Linked DNA regions of Mus musculus: region 2 is linked to region 1. A link is a contact called in public promoter capture Hi-C data. All regions are on one chromosome and are shown on one strand. Each heading gives the region's core, a stretch centred on a gene start, on an enhancer-like site or on the middle of the called end of the contact. The rest is flanking DNA. Distances are from core to core; before and after follow the strand shown. Region 1 has its middle 3.0 kb from the start of Gm51961. Region 2 overlaps Klc1 (kinesin light chain 1).

Region 1 (2,889 bases), core at 197-2,696:
TCCCCCAGAATACACTTCAATGGATAGAGCCCGCCAGGCGCTACGGTACATGCATTGGGTGCCCATTACACCCCAGCCCCAGATGGAACATGCAGGCACTTTCTAAAGAGACAGGATGAGGGGGCGGGGGACTTTGAGACCTGATATCCCAGGGCAGAGCCTGGTAGCTCTGAGGGTGTGTGTTTTGTGGGCTGGGGCCTTGCAGGGTCTTGGTGGAGCTTCCATGGTAAAGGTCTGGTGACCAGACCTAGAAACTCAGAAACTGCCATAGGCAGGGATGACAGCCAGACAGCCACAGGATGAGGTGAGGCACAGACCATAACAGCGCCCTACACCTTTGTCTCAGGCAGGAGCCAGCAGGAGCCAGGAGTATTGGGGCTGCCTTGGTCTGGGCTTCTGGGCTCAGTCAGGTAGGGCTGTTGCTGAAATTCCTTCCCGAGGAGAGACTCAACATCGTCCCCTTCTCTTTCGGTCCTAATGACAGACAAATCACGCCACGACTCTGCCAAAGTTCACTCTAGGGAACCACGAAGTTTATCGGCTTCCTTACAGAACACGGGTGAGGGCCCCTTACAGGGATGTGAGCGCTCCTCTCCCAACAGGGTGTAACTGGAAAGCCTTTCCCAGCAGGAGCAAGGAGGCCCTCTCCCGCGTCCCTGATCTATATACTAAAGCCGCTCCTGAGGCCAATTAAGGCAGATGGCTACTCAGATAAGGGGCTCCTGATTCTCGCTGCCCTTCCAGGAGTAACAGTCAACAATCCCAGCTGGGGCAGTCATTTTGCAGGGTGCAGGGTGTGGCGGTTGCTTGTTTCTAAGGATAACCATGCACAGCCTGGCGTAGTGGCGTACGCCTTTAATCCCAGCACTCGGGAGGCAGAGGCAGGCAGATTTCTGAGTTTAAGGCCAGCCTGGTCTACAAAGTGAGTTCCAAGACAGCCAGATCTATACAGAGAAAACCTGTCTCAAAAAAACCCAAAACCAAACCAAACCAAAACAAAAAAAGGATAACCATGCACAACAGGGAGCCCCTGTGGAAGGCCTGATGGAGGCATGGGCCCACACACAGGTCAGATCCTGGACTCAGGGTGTCCTCCATGCTCCCCTCTCTGAGGGTGCAGACGCAGGAGTGCACGAGAAAGTCCAGAGTGGCTAGACACAAAGGCAGAAGTCGAGGTAGTGGGTAGGGCAAGTTGGTCACCCCCAGACAGGCTGCAAGAGTCCTGGTGAGGGGCTGGCCAGTGGCCACATTTAGCATTGAAGGGCCCACAGCCAGTTGCCTGATTTCCTGCAGAATCCATAGCAGAAGCAGGAAGGCAGGGACAAGGAGACACTGGTGCTCCATCTCCCTCCCCAAATGTCCGTCCCCTTCCTTGTTGCCTAGTGCCCTGAATGTCCACTGCTCCTGTAACTTAGCAACGAGCCTCTGTCGCCCCCACTGTCTCCACCCCACAGCTGGCCCTACCACCCACAATGGGTGCCTGCATTCCTCAGCAAGGCCAGGACCTCAGCAGGCCCAGGCTTTCTGAAGAAGCCAGATTGGGGGAGGATGCTTATTTACCCCGTGTGTGTGTGTGTGTGTGTGTGTGTGTGTGTGTGTGTGTGTGTGTGTGTGTGTGTGCTGTAGCTCAGAGTGGCCAGTGATCAGTGTGACAAGAGGCTGACCCAGCAGGCTGCCAGGCCCTTGCTTCCCACCAGGGGTTGGCTCCTTGCACAGTACTACTTCCTGTGGTAACTGCACACAGTCTTCAGAAATCTCACCACATTCCTGCTTCCCCGTGACCCCATTGACACCCTCACTCTGGGCAAACACAACACTGAAACAGGATGTGGCTGCATAGATGCCTTAAAGTGGGGTTGAGAGAGACTGCCAAGTGCCAAATTAGTCTGACAGGTACACGGGCTGGTCAGGATGCTCAGAGAAAGGCAGGGGATGGGAGAGTTCCCCAGTGCACAAATCAGAATGCAGAAAGTGGGCTTCTGGCAGGGCACAGCTCTTGCCTGCATTCAGTGCTCAGAGGCAGAGAAGACTGTAGGTTCCAGCCAGTCTAGTCTCCATAGGGAGCCCCCCCACATAAACACATTCTTTCAGGAGGGACAGACCAGACCTGAAGTTGGCAGATGGGCCACAGAGGTTCTAAGAGGGACCAGAGCCTCCAGCATTGACCAGAGAGGCCAATGTGGGTGAAGGGTAGCTCCAGGTCCCTTCTGCAGGCTCTACTCTGCAAGGCTAGGATGCTTTGATGTTTGATCCTGACTTACTTGGAGGAGAGGAAGATGGATGAACATGGTGACCTGTGCTGGGGACAGGGCCACCCCAAGCTTTGCTGTGGTCCCAGTGATGAAGGACTGGAGATCCTGGAGTTCACCAACTAGAGGGACTCCTGATGAGAGTGAGGCTTGGAGCAGGGATTGCTGGGAGTGATTACCACACAGGAGCCACAGGGGAGGGAAGCGCCTAAGGAGCTGCTCTTGCCTTCCCAGACCTGCCCAGCATCAGGTCAGGGCCTGGCTTGCTATGTCTCTACCAACCCCCATGTCACCCTGCACCCAGGTTATTCTGAGGCAACCCTCAGCCACTATATCCTCCCACAAACACCATAAGCACCCTGAGAAAGTTGGCTTTCAACACTCAGGAATCAATCTACTTCAGGTTGGGCAGCGGCGGTGGCAGCTGTGGCGCACACCTTTAATCCCAGCGATTAGGAGGCAGAGGCAAAACAAAACAAAACAATTAATTTCAAGTTTCCCGGTAGATGCCTTATGAAAGAAAGCACGTGGACACAACATGGTGGAGAATATTATTTGGGAGGCAGAGTCCTGAGGGTCTGAGATATACCAGACCCCTCTAGGTTTGACTTTTTTGAGACAAAGTTTTCTCCATGGCTAT
Region 2 (2,889 bases), core at 124-2,623, 99 kb before region 1:
GAATCACATGGATATTGGGTAACTAAGAAATCTGACTTTTATCTAGAAAAGACTCAATGTCCACAAAGCAGCTTTCGCAGGAATGCACCCTACTAGAGAGTGACCTACTATAGCAGTGCCTGCTAGAGCCACATCATATCTCACATCATATTTCTCATATCTCAGACCCGAGGAAGCCTGCAGGAGCCCGTTTCCATGAGGCGTGATCACCATCATCATAAGACACACTGAAGAGGAACTGCTGTCCTCCCAGGCAAGCTCACTGTCTTCATGCCCTCGCTCTCGGCCTCCTCGACCACACAGCCACGCATCTGCATAGCCACGGTTGCTACCTAGCAAGCCTTGCCTTTGACAAACATTATCCTGTTTTAAAGTCTATTTCTGAACACTGAAAAAAAGCCCTGAATTCCCATATAAATTGTTTCTGTGATTTAATCAACTACCATCTGTTCTGTGAATTCATCAGGCTGAAGCTGTAAATACCCAGGAGAACAAAGGATGGACAGCTGCGGTATTTTAAAGAGCACTGAAATCTCTCTAAAAATTACAAGTGTAACCCAGGAGGTGGTGAGGCCTGCCTTTAATCCAGCACTCGGGAGGTAGGCAGAGGCAGCATCGCTGGGAGTTCAGGCTTAGTGGTGGCGCTCTAACCCTAGAACCTGAGTCAGAGGCAGGCATCCCTCTGAGATCAAGGCCAACCTGGCCAATACAGCAAGCTTCAGACCAGCCAGGGATACATAGTGAGGGAGGGAGGGAGAGTGAGTGTGTATGTGTGAGTGAGTGTGGGTGAGTGTGATAGTGAGTGAGCGAGTATGAGTGTGTGAATGTATGAGTGTGAGAATAAGTGAGAGTGTAGGTGAGTGTGGATGAGTGTGAGAGTGTGAGTGTGATAGTGAGTGTAAATATGAGTGTGTGAGTGTGGGAGTGAATGAGTGAGTGTGGGTACGTGAGAGTGTGCATGAGTGAGTGTGTGAGTGTATGAGTGAGTATGTGAGTATGTGTATGAGTGAAAGTGTAAGAGTGAGTACATGAGTGACTCAGCTAAGGGGAAAAGGCCTTGCCTAGCATGTGTAAGGCCCTATGTTCAATACTTTATAGAATCCCTGTCTTAAACACACACATGCACACACACACACACACACACACACACACACGGAAAAAGAAACAAGGTATAATTGTAAGCTAAGTGTGCTGTGCACACCTGTCTTCCCAGCACCCAGAAGGCTGAGGTAGGAGGGACTCCAAGTAAGTACCAGGACAACTTGGGCTACACACGGAGACTCAAAACAAACAAGGCTGTGGACACAGTTCAGTCATACAGCAGTTGCCTAACATGCACAAAGCAGAGGTCAATCTCTACCACACACTGTGTGCACACACTTGTGTGCGTGAACACACACAACAACAACACCCTCCCGTGAACTCCTCCCCCAGTGCCCAGGGCAGGTGTGGGACTCGGAGTTGTGGACATTGTGTCTGGCGCAGGACTCACATACATACAGACCTAGAAATACTGTCTCAGGAAAGAGCCCCCTGCAGCTTCACTCGAGAGCAGGTAAGTCTGCAAGCCGCCAGCCACCAAGCGGAACAGGCCCTCTGGACAAGCATGCAGGACTGGAGCGAAGTAAGAGTGCAGTCCAGAGTGCTGACAGGACAGGCATGGGCAGGAAGGCCCAGGCCTCTGCTGCAGTTTAGGACCACTGCCCAACAAGGCTCAGCAGTCACAGTGGATGCTGACTGGCTGTGCTGGCACGAGACCGCTGCTAGACAGAGAGAGGATGTCACCCTTCACTGTGGCCACTGACATTTCACACAAAGTTCAGTCAGGACCCTGGCTCCTCCAAACTACTGCAGCTAAGAAAATCCTAGAGCCAATCAACCCAAGCCCCAGGACAGGCTGGATCAAAGTCCTAAGCAATGATTTACAAAGCCGCATAGTGACAGTATGTGATAGGCCTGGTCTGCTGAACCCTCTTAATCCGCTCCAGAGACACCAGTCCACCACAGGAGCTGACACTCGCACACTGCCCACAACCCTGGGTAGGAAGCAGTGGCCACAGGAGCTGACACTCACACTGCCCACAACCCTGGGTAGGAAGCAGTGGTGAAGACCTCCGGGGGGTGGGGGGCTGAAGGAGCAGGGCCGACACAGACCTCTGACACAGTCTGTATCATACACAAGCAGGTAGTTCTAAGTCAAAAAGTCGGGAGCCCTGTCAGGTGGCGGTGTGGAGACCAGCCCTAGTGCACCTGCTCTGAGCTGCTGTCTGAGCTGCACTTAGCGTCAGCTCCCGGCAAGGCACTCTAGCAGCCCCAGGGCAGCCTCCTGAGCGGTGTCAAGAGCACTGAGTTAGCAGGACATGGGGAGTTAGGAAAGTCAGTTAGTCAGCCATGCCCATGCTCATCCCCGGGTTACAGGAGACCAGAGTGTGGACAAGGTTTTTGCACGGCCAGGACACTCAATCAGCGTGCACACATGCTCTACAAGAGGCCAGTCAGCTTTCAGGGATTCCTAAAGAAAACTACTGCAAGCAACACAGCTTCCGAGTTAGCAGAAGTTAGGACTTACAGAAAGCTTCCCTGATGCTTAATTTGCGAAAAGTGGCGAGTCTAGCGTGAGACACGACAGCTAGCGAGTGCCGCTGGGGAGGCCGGCAGGTCCTGCCCGGTGCAGCCAGCGCGCTGTACTTACCCCATTCCACTCTACGCTCATACTCACTTCCTCCCCTCCGTCAGGGCCACTCTCGTACTTGACCACGTCCATATTGAGACTCTCCCGGCTCCTCCGCTTCTCCATGCTCTCAGGGTCATTTAGCACTTCAGCCACTCTCTGTTTGTGAACATTGTCAAGACCCTGTGAGCCAGGCAGGGGAGAACGGGTGGCCCGTT

The links. Capture Hi-C pulls out chosen DNA fragments and counts their contacts.
Region 2: a contact with region 1 is called in a promoter capture Hi-C map of liver. The contact joins two enhancer-like sites. A contact is called at or near these places in 11 of 39 promoter capture datasets (the 3T3-L1 cell line, cranial neural crest, embryonic stem cells and 7 more), 1 of 115 datasets of contacts at active chromatin or transcription factors (trophoblast stem cells) and 3 of 9 other capture datasets (adipose tissue, liver and pancreatic islet).

What each region holds. Positions count from the first base shown.
Region 1 is chr12:111,690,313-111,693,201 of GRCm38.p6, reverse strand. No RefSeq gene overlaps it. Among named protein-coding and RNA genes, the nearest start is that of Gm51961, 3.0 kb to the left of the region's middle. RefSeq lists an enhancer at 1-1,231. Within about 2 kb of position 1,446, at least 131 of the 459 cell types and tissues checked have an H3K27ac peak or open chromatin away from gene starts, as enhancers often do. A contact at or near this core is called in liver, where this site is marked.
Region 2 is chr12:111,789,290-111,792,178 of GRCm38.p6, reverse strand. It overlaps Klc1 (kinesin light chain 1), which reads right to left. Exons shown (of 16, transcript NM_001025360.2): 13 at 2,693-2,854. Among named protein-coding and RNA genes, the nearest start is that of Xrcc3, 23 kb to the left of the region's middle. Within about 2 kb of position 1,373, at least 24 of the 459 cell types and tissues checked have an H3K27ac peak or open chromatin away from gene starts, as enhancers often do. A contact at or near this core is called in liver, where this site is marked.